2 separate regions of the Triticum aestivum genome follow, and region 2 is linked to region 1. Evidence: chromatin contacts called from public Hi-C data. All regions are on one chromosome and are shown on one strand. Each heading gives the region's core, a stretch centred on a gene start, on an enhancer-like site or on the middle of the called end of the contact. The rest is flanking DNA. Distances are from core to core; before and after follow the strand shown.

Evidence for each region. Hi-C and Micro-C count contacts between places; a contact is called where the count stands out from the background.
Region 2: a Hi-C map of leaf shows a contact between it and region 1, with 8 times the contacts expected there. The contact joins the enhancer-like site here to the promoter of LOC123061029 in region 1. A contact is called at or near these places in 2 of 5 Hi-C or Micro-C datasets (both in leaf) and 1 of 1 datasets of contacts at active chromatin or transcription factors (leaf).

What each region holds. Positions count from the first base shown.
Region 1 is chr3A:219,913,875-219,920,415 of IWGSC CS RefSeq v2.1, forward strand. LOC123061029 (cyclic dof factor 2) reads right to left here and starts at 4,082. Exons shown (of 2, transcript XM_044483928.1): 1 at 3,719-4,082; 2 at 423-2,117. The coding sequence starts at 3,886. The coding sequence ends at 666. It overlaps LOC123061030 (mediator of RNA polymerase II transcription subunit 27), which reads left to right. Exons shown (of 7, transcript XM_044483929.1): 7 at 1-187.
Region 2 is chr3A:220,051,112-220,057,534 of IWGSC CS RefSeq v2.1, forward strand. No RefSeq gene overlaps it. Among protein-coding and RNA genes, the nearest start is that of LOC123058259, 69 kb to the right of the region's middle. Within about 2 kb of position 4,345, at least 1 of the 8 cell types and tissues checked has an H3K27ac peak or open chromatin away from gene starts, as enhancers often do. A contact at or near this core is called in leaf, where this site is marked.

The DNA of each region.
Region 1 (6,541 bases), core at 2,832-5,331:
AAGTGAATTTTTAAGAACTAAAGGCTTGGTGATCGAGGAGTTACTCTGTTTACATTTTCACCTTACCTGTGTAAAACCTGTGTATCTCATGAGCAGAAATTGTGGTAAACAGATGTTGCAAATTTTGATAATTGTTATGTACTGAGCTTTAACTGCTCTGTGAAACTATGCGGGCATACATTGTTGATTTGTTTGTCGCTGCCTGAGAAATAATTATAAAATATTATGCATATGTATACAAGAAACTTCAAATTGGCGGATTACATGTACCGTGAAACACTGGAATAATTATCTGGAAAAAAGGAGTAACTGTGCTTGACATCTCAAACTGTTTATTCATATTTCTATATATAGTCTTCATCAGTAGCAATGTTAAATTGTTACAACCTGCACCGAAATAATAGGAGTGGCAAACCAGGTGATTGTACTCCTGACTTAACCTAATTACATTGTTATAGATAACCAGTTTGTCAAATATTTACAGTACACACCTCTCAAGTAAGTTCTCATGAAAGCTCTTTGCAAGCTCCACTGCAGGTTAGTGGCTATTCAAAAAGCTCTCCTTGGGTGTTTCCCCATATCGCAAAGTTATACTATTATGTACAAATTTTACTACAGGACAAGCTGTGTTGCCAAAATGTATTAGATAGGCAACAGCCATCAGTTCAAGAGCTCTCCTGGAACGACTGCGACCGAGAAAACGCTGCGGGGTTCGCCTGTAAAGCACGGGCAGGGCGTGCATCTGCTGGCTGGCCCTTGCTCTCACCCTTGAACTGGAAAGGCTTGAAGACGCCAGGGTCTCCAGGTTTGATGCCAAGAGTTGCCCATATGGAACTCTTCGCTGCCTCATCGGGGTCATCGATGCGGAGCGTCTTGGGAACCCATAGTGATTTCTCCTCCTTGTCATCTTTCTGTGGATTGGGGTCCCTGGAATGCTTCCCCAGAGTAGGAGACCCATTGCCTGAACAGCTGCTGTTGCTTGACCCAGACGGCGATATGCACCCGTTGGTCCCGACCCATGGTGTGTTCCATGCCGCGGCTGGCCAGCTTGGTAAGCAACCCCAGAGTGCAGGTGGAACAATAGGATATGGAAACGGGGGTGCAGGAAGCCTTGAGCCTGGCATCATGGGAGAGTTCATCCATGGCGCCGAACTAGTGCTGCAGCTTTCTGATGGAGAAGCAGACTCGGGCATACTTCCACCCGGCACCATTACAGGAAGGTTGTTCCACCCCATGCTCCATGGGTACATGAAAGGAGGTCCAAGGTAATACTGAGGCACCGGACCAACCCCATTACAGTAAACAGGCGCTCCGTTCTGACCAGGCGGGACTGCGTTTGCAGGTAACCCATTGTTTGATGTGGTAGTCGATGCGCACGAGTTACCTTCCCTGGTTTCATCTCTTGGTACAGATCCAGCATTGGTCACATTCTGCTCTTCAATGTTCAGCACCGATACCATCGATTCACAAAGTGGCACCTCAGGCCCAAACTTGAGAACTGTTTCATTTCTACTGGCTGATTGTGTCGGGATGGAAGGTAGAGATGCAAGGACTTCTGGGTTCACTGTGTCAGAGATGTCTACTCTAGACCCCAGCAGACAATCAGGGGCCATCAACAACTGACGGTAGTGCAGCGCTGAATTCTTGCTTTTGCGCCTCCCAGCACCGACAGGTACATTCCTCATACTCCCCCCTGCAGTCCAATACCTTTGGCAATTCTTACAGAAGTGCCTTGGTTGATTAACATTGTAGTTGTTGTAATAGCAGAACTTTGTATCCATGCTGTTGCACCGAGGGCAAGGTATAATTTTATCTGGCTTCTTGAGCACCTTATCCTGGCCTGATTCGTCATTTGATTTCTTCTCATTCTCCTCCTTCGGGTCTGATGCCACCTTCTCTTCAGCATTGCTTATCTGGGCCTGGTCGTCTTTCTTATGGTCCAAGGTAGATGAACTGGCTGTTTCTGCATTTTGCTTGGCTTGTGGTGCATCAACCTCCATTTCGTCATCTTTTCTCTCCCTTAGTTCATCACCTTTCATTCCACCATCTTCTTTCTCTTCTGGAGCGTCCACCTTCATTTCACTATCGCCTTTGTCTTTTGTTTCTTTGTGTTGTTCCTATAAAATTGCAACACGAGGTACTGTTAAAAGAGTACTTCAACTCAAACAAAACAGAAGTTACTATATTTAACATCTTGCAGAGGTGAGAACATTATGTTTCTGCAGATGCACCAATAGGTCAAAAACATGATCATAAATCAAATCAACTATAGTCTTCATAGGGGACAATATTGGCTAACAAAAGATCCGAGATATTGCCATATTGGTTATGTTACCACTCCACACATAGAAAACTTGGAAGCATTGCGTCCTCAAATACTAACCAAAACTAGCATAGCATGCGTTTTAACCACGGTAAGACAGCGTTAAGAAAACCGCAGAAATTCATCACGGGGTTCAAGTTCGGCTGCTTGAACACAAAATCGAAATTCGATCAGCTTAGCGCAGCGGCAATAGACACTTGTAAGTTGGGCCAAAAAAGAGCAAATAAAAGATGTACTGTACGACATATGGTGACATATGATATGACATACGATTTTGCGTGCCCTGCTTTAACAAGATAAAGGTATTCTGGGTCAGGTGTTCAAAACAGAAGCCCCCCCAGGTGACCACTCGTGAACAAATGAAGATGAGAAGCCCCTTGAAGGACCACCGCATGCTCAAAACAAGCTGAATTCTGCATGGATGGCTTACTCTGCACTCCTAATAACCACTTCTGAGGAAGCAGCATGACAACACCCTACCAACTCTGTTGTGTCCTCACCCAGCCATCTATATGTAGGCAACATGTGGTATGTCTTCTTCTGTTCATGCACCAAATGGAAGTGATAACTAACTTTTCAATTTACTCCAGTTATGGTAATAATTCCGTGTTCAACTTCATTTTGTCTAACGAAATAAGGTGTAACAAAAATGAGAAGAAGAGGAAAGGCAAATGATATACAAAAATGGTTTGCTGGTTCCCAGGCGACCGAGAAATTACTATTTCTAAGCTACTTCAAAACAAATGTTCGATTGGGTCATCAAGATTTGTTCAAGTACAAAACTATGACAGTAGTATCTTGATCGGAAGGCTATTACCGTTGACTCAGAGATTAGTAACTCCGAGGAGCCCCATACAGTATAATATAAAAATGAATAGACGATTATTAATCCCCATTAATCAGCATCTCGCTCACAGCATGGTAGTACAATTATTGTTGTACCTCCGGACCCCACAGCTAGGAGACCTTTCGCTGCAGCTTTTTTGGAAACAAAGATAGAGCCCAAATAGGAGAAACCGACGTCCAACTGTGCCTGGCCAAAGAGATTACCCCTCCTGTACTTTTGGACCTATCCATTCTGAGATCCAGACGAAACCCGGTCTATTTTATCATCCTGCGGGTCACCTGATCAGCATGACATCCTCGCCGTTTATCTAAACCTCGAGTCCACTCTATAAAATTCTAAACCTCGAATCCACCCACCCTCGTTCTCCAATTCGATCGCCGGATTCTAAACATTTTGTAGTAATTTTTATTTTTATTACAAGTAAGTATTTTGCAATATGCAGACTCTAAACATGATGGGATGAAGGTGCGCCTCCTTGATTTCGCACGGAAACCGAGGAACATGCATATTGAAATTGTCGATCAAACAAAAGCCCTCCTTGAGCTAACCTTATTATTATCAGCCTCTGCCTCGGCCTCTGACTCCTGCGGCGGCGGCGGCGGTGGGTGCTCGGAGCCGGCCGTCGCCTCCGCTTCCGGCGGCCCGGGCGCAGCGTCAGGAACCAACGGGATCACCCGCCCGAAGAGCTTTATGCCAGAATCCATCTGATCCGACATCGTCGATCCCACCCGCGGACCCGGCAAGGATCGATCGCGGGCTGCCGCTGCCTCTGCTATTGCCACTGCAAGTTGAGCGAAGTTGCGAGAGAGCAAACACCGAGCTGGTGGAGGGAGAGATGAGGGGAAGGGGGGCTAATGGATATAGCTGCTACTCTACATGGGGAATATGGGATTGAAGTATCAAGCCGAAGGGGCAAAAATAAAAGGTACTAGGGTGAATTTCACACTGGGGACTTCTTTTATTAAGAAATGGGTTTAATGCACGCGTGTCCTCTACCAGTATAATAATTGCACAAGCATCCCAGTGAAATGATGCTAGTAAGTAGTATTCCCAGTACACCAGTAATTCATGGGTCCTTTTTTTACCTAAAAAAATCATGGGATGTTTTGCGAATGGATACATTTACGGCAATAACATAGGAACTTTGCTTCGGTATATTATCCCATAAAAGTTAAACGATTTTGATGAGATTAAATATGGAGATTAGAAGGTATTGTACCATTTAATGAAAAAGGATAATATAGTCTCAGGCTAGTAGTAACATCACTAGTAACATCACACTTTTCAAGATAATTTTGCTTATGTGGTGCACATATTTAATGATGAGAGAGGTGATGGTGATAACTTAGTTAGTTACTGTAATATCACACATACCAAGACAATATGAGTCTATAGGCTAATAAATGACGAATAATCACGAGTGGACATGGTGCTACGCGCGGTCAGTATCAGGCCCGCTCATTCCCATGTGATTCGTGCAGTCCAAATACGAGTAGCATGTATACTGAGATTGATGTGTTGTATACTACAAAGCATTCTGCATTCATATTACCTACGCCCTCGCCAAGAGATGGCCCACAAGGCAGGGTCAGGCATTCAAACGAGCAGTGCATTTGAGCATACGTCAATTAAGTCGGGCCTGCAAGACCAGGACCCCCTCAGCTGCAGCTCATTAAGTCACCCAGGAAGTTTTTATGGAAACAGTTCAGGGCCTTTTATGTTTGACATCACCCAGCGGAAACCCCTTGGGTTAGTTGGACTGGCTAGAGACTAGAGTAACTTCTCATTAAACAAGCTTGACTAAATATTCTGACATAAACATTTATCGTCTCTCAATACAATGTACTGCAAGTGTTAGCCAATATTACCGATGATCAATGGAAACCATCCTTCTATTGGTCAGTTCGATTCCTTAAGCCACTTTTTTTCTTCCAAAAACCATATGACGGTGATCTTTTGAACAACCTGACACACATTTTTGGGTAGCTTAGAACAAGACTAATTTAGGATACATTTCAAACATGTTTAAATTCACTTATTTCGCTCAACCTATTTCAGTGTAACTGCTTAGAACAACACTTACAAGTGAAATCTGATTTTGATTGCAGCGACCTTATTTTTTTGAAATGAGCGAAACATGTTTTCTTGAGTAGTTGAAGTTTATTTTAGTAAAATTATTTTTTTAGAAGAGCGGATTTTTTTAAATGAGTGCACGGGTACCGGTACATAGCGAATATTTTCAATCTTCCTTTTGAAACGAGTGAAATAAAATAGTGCATTATCTTGTTTTAGATGAGTGAAATCACTGTATTTTGAATATGATTGAAATTATTCATTTTCAATTGACTGAAACGAGTGCAATCTATTTTGTGAAAAGAGTGAAATCATTTTTGTTGAAAATAATTGAAATTATTAGTTTGAATTGAGTCAAACAAGTGGAATCTAATTTTGTAAAGGAGTGTGGAATAAACAAGTGAAATATGTTGTTCTAAACGAATGAAATCATTCTTTTCAAAAATCATTGAAATTATTCATTTGAATTGAGTGAAATGAGTGGAATCTGTATTTTGAAATGAGTGAAGTATGGAGTATGTTGTTTTAAACGAGTGTAATTGTTTTTAAATGATTGAAAACATTTGTTTGAATCAGGTGAAATGAGTGGAATGGGAGCGGCGTTTTGGCTCTTGGGTGCATCTGCAATGCGGGTGAATAGTAAAATAATTAAAAATAGTAAAAGAAAATGAATATTTCTTGTGATGCCAGATGCTTGTATTCGTGAAGTCCGTGCTAAATTTCGTGTAGTTCAGACGTTTTAGTAGCTGTCGCAAAAGAGACAAATTTCGTATCTATGAGAAATATTTGAAAACAACACTGTTCGAAGCTCACTTTGTCTTTTTTGCCATGAGCTCCTGGAATATAATTTAGCCATGAAATTTTGCATTAATTGGCGCACTCAAGCATCTTAGATAAAAAAATCAGCTTTTTTGAATTTTTTTATTTTATTTTTACTATTCACCGGGTGCAGATGGGCCTGACCCCGAATTGAATATCAGAGTGGCATCTATTTTTCTTAAAGGAGTGAAATAAATGAATGAAGTACATCATTCTAAATAAATAATTGAAAACATTTGTTTGAATCGAGTGAACGAGTGGAGTCTGTTTTTTTAACGAGCGAAATATGTTGTTCCAAACGAATGAAATTTTTTTCCTTTGAAAATAATTGTGATTATTTGTTTGAGTTAAGTGAAGTGAGCGTAATCTGTTTTTTCAAAGAGTGGGGTGTATTTTAAATGAGTGCAATAGTTATTTTTGAAAATCAGGTTAGGGCCGTTTCCAGGGTGGTTAATCTTTCAGCACTTGTTGTTCGCTGG
Region 2 (6,423 bases), core at 3,095-5,594, 140 kb after region 1:
CTCGGTGCTCAAGCTCCAGCACCGTATCAAGCCCTGGCAGGGCCGCTAGCTGTCTAAGACGGCCAGGACGATCCTCATCAACTCATCTATGTCTAGCCTCCTTTTGTTCATCATGAGTTTCTACAGCCTGCTTCAAACGCTACATTATGAGATTGGCTCTGTCCAGGCACGTTTCTACTGGGCCGGCGAGGATGCGAATCAGAAATACCATATGGTCCGTTGGACCGACATCTGCAAACCGAGAGACCAAGGCGGACTCGGCATCATGTCCTCCAAGCGTATGAACCTGGCTCTCCTCATGAGGTGGCTCTGGCGCATTGCGAATGTCGAGGGTGGTTTGTGGTTGCAAATCATCTGGAGCAAAAATTTGCTCGACCCTCTTGCCTTCTGCATCAGATCGGGTGGTTACCAGTTCTGGCAGTCCGTCATCCAGCTGCTCCCAGTCCTCCGCATCGGGACCTCCATTTCGGTTGGCTCTGGGACGTCCACGCTGTTTTCGTTCGACAATTGGGCTGGGGACTCCCCCTTAGTTGACAGGTTCCTAGATCTTTTCTTCGTTGCGGTGGAGCCTAGGATTTCCGTCGAGATGGCCCTTATTGACTTAGGGCGTCTTGCGTTTCAGTGGCCATTCCGGCCCCCGGAAGTCGCTGTCTGGCATGAGCTTCTGGACACCGTTGCTCTCCATGATCCGGATTTGACGCAGCCCCACGACCGCCCGTCCTAGCGCCTCGAACCCTTGGGCCGGTTCTCCATGAAACCCCCATAGCGGGCCATTGCCCCCTTCCCTGGCCCGGTAGTCCTTGAGACGGTCTGGGCTATCCATCTGCCCCTAAAGATCAGAATCTTCTTGTGGCAATGGATCCGCAGCCAGCTCCCCTCCAGCATGGAGGTGTTGAAGCGGCAAGGCCCGGGCGATGGGATTTTCCCCCTATATGGGATTGAGGAAACCTCGAATCACATCTTTTTCTCGTGCGTTTTTGCCCAGTTCCTTTGTGGATGCCTCCGTGAGGCTACTGGTGGCAACTGGTGTAACACCAACTTCCCCGACCTCCTCACTGAGGTGCAGGCCCTCCCCCCTTCGGGCCGCCACATTAGGTGGCTGCTCATTGGGGTCCTTGCGTGGACGCTATGGACCGTGCGTAATAAGCTTGTCATCCAGCGAGTTCCTCTTCGACGTGCCACTGACGTTGTTTACAAAATGTGTGGGTACTTGCAGCTTTGGTGGCCGCTTAGCCGCCTCCAGGACCGGGACGCCATCAACATCATCATCGCCGACCTCCGCTCGATGTCTCTCCGCTTGGTGCCGCCGCTTCCTACTCTACCACCAGAGATGGATTAGCTTCTTAGCTGCTATTGCGGGTTATCCGCCTTTGTTTTCGTTTTCAGGGCTTGTTGAGCTGCGCCCTCAGCAGAACCCTCTTGTACTATTTGTGGTGTGACTTTGTGTGTGGGTGTGTGTGTGTGTGTGGGTGGACCTTTGCTATACCTTGTGGCTATGATGGTTTATTTATAAAGCGGGGCGAAAGCCTTTTTCGGTATAAAAGGTCATATTTTGCAATCCTGGTTGTAGGTGCTCAGAGTATCCCAACGGAGCCAGCGTTTTATGTTTGCTCTTGCTGTTTAATTTTTTCCATCCAGTTATTAGAGTGTAAAAGAACAAAGTTTTTTTATTACGAACATTTCGTTTGACTTATGACAAGCAAAAATTTGAGACACTATTTTCCCAACCTAGTTGTGAACCCCGATCAATAGACAGGAGCTTTTTTTTGGAAAAGAAGGCGTGCCCCCGGCCTCTGCATCTGAATGATGCATGCATCCATATTATTAAAAGTCTCGAAAAACAAATAGTATCCAAAGTATTACAGCTCGCAAAAAGGAACGGGATGACAAAGCCATAAAAGACCTCAAGATTACAACCGATGATGGTAACAGGACTAGAGACCTAAACTCCTATCCTTTTAAGCGTCCGTCATCCAAATCGGTTGAATATAACCCGTGCTACCATCTCCCATTGGTTGCACCCAATAACCAGCGGCTCCCTGGATTCCGTAGGAGTGAGTAAGGACCATGTACGGATCCATGCAGTAGCTCTAAAGATAACCTGCAAGAAGTTTAAAAATTGTTGCCTGTTAAAGATCATATCGTTCCTGCAGTTTCATATAGCCCACAAAAAAGCACATATTCCAACTCGAATATGACTCGTAGTATTGCGATCCACCCCATCTAACCACGTCCCAAACAACGATTCAATGTTAATTGGAGGGGCAATGTTGAAATCTATATGAATAGTGCGCCATAAAAGTTTTGCCAAAGGACAATCGATGAAAAGGTGTTGTATTGTTTCATTATTATCACAAAAACAATATCGTGAGCTGCCTACCCAATGTCGTTTTAACAGATTGTCTTTGGTGAGTATCACTTGTTTATGTACGAACCACATGAAAATTTTGATACGCAAGGGGACCTTAACTTTCCAGATATGAATGGATCTCGGGAGGAAGCCAGAGTTAATTAGGTCCAAATAAAATGATTTGACCGTGAATGAGCCATTCTTGGTCAGTGTCCAATGTAAGGAATCCGATTGGTCGGTTAATTGTACATCCATCACTCTCCGTACTAGATGTATCCATGAATTCCATCTCTCCCCAACCAAAGATCGCCTAAACTGAATATTTAGAGGTACCGATTGTAATATCGTGCCAACGTAATCTTCCTTACGTTGGACAATATTATATAGACTTGGATATTGAACAGCTAAGGGCGTCTCCCCTAGCCATGTATCCTCCAAAAATTGTGTTGACATCCCATTGCCAATAGTGAATTTGGTTCTACGAAAGAATAAGTCTTTAGTTCTCATTAGGCCCTTTCAGAAAGGCGAATCGGATGACCTCACGTTAACTTGTGCTAGAGTTTTGGACTGTAAATATTTGTTTCGTAAAATTTGTGCCCACATCCCGTCGTTCTCTACCGAAAGCCTGAAAAGTCATTTGCTTAAAAGACATTTATTCTTGATCTCTAGATTCTCAATGCCGAGACCCCCCTGGTCCTTAGGTCGACATAATATATCCCAGCGAGCTAAGCGGTATTTCTTCTTGGCCTCATCAGACTGCCAGAAGAATCGAGATCGGAAGAAGTCTAGTCTCCTTCGTACCCCTTTAGGTACCTCAAAAAAGGAGAGCAGAAACATCGACATACTTGTCAAGACAGAGTTAATGAGTACTAGTCGACCACCATAGGACATTAACTTGCTTTTCCAACAACTTAACTTCTTTTCAATTCGGTCCTCGATGCACTTCCACTCCTTAATGAATAATTTCCGATGATGAATAGGTATGCCCAAATAGCTAAAAGGCATTGACCCTAGTTCACAACCGGTGCCACTCTAGGTATGCCCAATAGAGAGGAGCTAGGAAGGGTGACCTAATCACCGGTGCCACTCTGGTTCACTCACCTCCGTAGACTACTCCAATGAATCCCATCTTATCCTCTTGCTGGCATGGCTCATATTGTATATATTGGTGAGGATCCGTGTGGCACCAATGTGAATATAAGTGAACTGAATTGAAAGCGATAATTTGTTCTAAAAAATCATTTGTCCATAAAACATATATTCATTTCAGGCAGTTAGCAGCCCACCAGATGCTCCTATAGATGGAAGATATTCAAACTTATTCAATCTCGTGGGGTAGAGGACGTGGGCATAGCCCAGTGGTTGGGGGCGCATGATTGTAAACCCAACGACCAGAGTTCGATTCACGTCGGGGACGAATTTCTGGAATTCTCATGAGGGATGCTTCTTCTATATCAATAAAACCGTGGGTGCTAGTGCCCATGGAGTTTCATTTTTTTTTAATCTCGTGGGGTAATTTTTTTTAACATAACCATGATCAAAGGATTTTCTTTTCTTCTTCTTCTTCTTCTTGCAAGCATATGATAGAGCAACCAGATTCCTCAATCTTATTAGCAGTAGCTATCCATTTGTCAGTAGGTTAAGCACTGACCTAGTAAAATCATGGTTACCAACGCATACGCCCTATGGTTTCACGGTAGATTAAGCACTGACTAGTTGTGTATACCGCACGTTACGTTACTACTAGTAGTAATAAGTACTCCCTATGTAAACTAATATAAAAGCGTTTAGAGTATTAAAATAGTGATCTAAACGCTTTTATATTAGTTTACAGAGGGAGTATAAAAAAGCTGGCTTTGGTGGAAGCTCTGTTCCCAGCCACATAATTAAACCCGAACCGATTTCCACGTATCAAAATCCATTAGCGCATGGGCTAGGACCCACCTTGACCGGCAGCCCCCACGAGCCACATGGCACACAGGATCTCCCATCCCAAAACAATCCAGACCATATGTTGGTTGCAAGCACAAGTGCCATTTTCGCATGGAATCGGGTCACTTTTGTGTAGGACCCGACCCGGAGGTGCTTTCTTGCACCACGCGGGTTTCTGTGGATCAGGGTGAAAGAGAGAAAAAGAACGCTTCCTTTTGCTTCTCTCTTGTAGAGTCACTTGGACCGTTCAACACTAGAGACACTCCTCTCAACTACCCAAAGTTCAACACTAGAGGATATTCTTGCATGGGGGCCGGACAAGATGGGTGTCTTCTCTGTGAAGAGTGCATACCACTTTGCGTTCGACGAGATTCACAGGTTCAATACAGTATCTTCCAGTTCGTCGCCGACCGGGGCAAGAAGTTGCTGGAAGTTCATCTGGAGGTGTGGTGCTCCGCCAACAATGGCAAAGTTTGCATGAAGGGTCGCGACGGATGGACTGCCAACATGGAAAAATAAGCATAAGATTGGTCTGGAGACCACGAATGTTTGCCCGGTTTGTGGATTAGACACGGAAGATAATTTTCACCCGTTCGTGCGCTGCCAATTGGGGAGGGATCTTTATTTGAGAATGGCCAAAGTCTGGAGATTACCTCAGCTACAGTCAATTGTTAATTGTGGTAGGGAGTGGCTACTGCAAGTTCTCGCGCCTATGAGTGATATTGAGAGGTGTATGATTCTCCTTGTGCTCTGGAGAAGTTGGTACATACGCAATGAGGTGGTGCATCATAAACCGGCACCGCAGATGGAAGTATCGGTCCGTTTCCTACAGAGTTACCTTCACTCTCTGATGGCCATTAAGAACGATAAAGGGGTGGACTCGGTGAAAGGGAAAGCCAGTATGATGATGGATCTTCAAACGGCTGCTGTAAAGGCTAAGCTATCTCGTTGGGAAAAACCGAAGCAGGGGTGGACAAAACTGAATACGGACGGAGCTTTTGTGTCATGTGAAGATGCTGGGGCAGGCATGATCTTAAGAGATGAGTCAGGAGGTATCATCTTTTCTGCATGCAGGGCGATACGGGTATGCCGGGATGTGTTGGAGGCTGAACTTCGCGCTTGCCTGAAGGGCCTGACTGCTTCGGTCCAACGAACTACATTGCCGATACAAGTTGAGCTTGATTCTTCTGTTGCGGTGGCCATGATCACATGTGGTGATATTGATCGTTCGATCTACTCGTCTTTAGTTAGTGAGATCAGAGATTTATTAAGTCTTTATCAAACTCGTATTACTCACGTCGCTCGTTCTCGAAATAAGGCGAGCGACTTGCTAGCTTCTTTTGGTCGCCTAAATAATAGGACTATGACTTGGTTAGGGTCGGGTCCTCCTGAAGTGTTGGAGGTAGTTGCTGATGATTGTAATGAGACCATGATTGAGTAATACAAGGTTTTGAGTTCGCAAAAAAAATCGCTGCATGTCACCAGGGGAAAAATGTTGAGGAATGAGGATTAGGGCGTGCTTGCGCGCGCGATCAACCCGCTCCGTAAGACTGAAAATGCCCTGTGAGCAGGGACCATGCGTCATATGGGAAGTTTTTTAGGCCAGTGCTAGGAGGCGGCGCGCCGGTTCAAATTTCGGCCCGTCGTCGTGCACCCACACGATACGTGTGTGCTTAACTATCCGATTAAGCCGCTGCATAGCTCTCATGTACAATTTTTTTTCCTCGATGCAATTCCTTCCTACCCCTGCTTGCACGCCCCGCGTAGCCTCCCGCTTGCAGCTTGTCGTCGCCGCCCGCCGGCGCAGCTCTCCAGCCCCCCTCCCCCTGCCCCGCCAACTATAGCGCTGTGCGCGAGGTCGCAGCTTGCCATGGCCGGTTGTAACTTTTCCCCATGAGGAAACATTTGAGGGTTGCGGCACGAGGTCGCAGCTCGCCACAAAGAAGCTTCCACCGATGATGGTTGCAGCACCGGCGTCGGTGCCGGTTCCAACACCCGTTAAGCAAAAAAAAAGTCGCTATCAAGGAAACATATCAGCTGGGTGCAGCTTCCCCATGGTAGCAAATAATCTTATGGGTGGAAGCTTTTTTGGTGGTCGGTAGCAACAAAAATCAGGGCTCACCGTCGCGGCCGTAGAAACT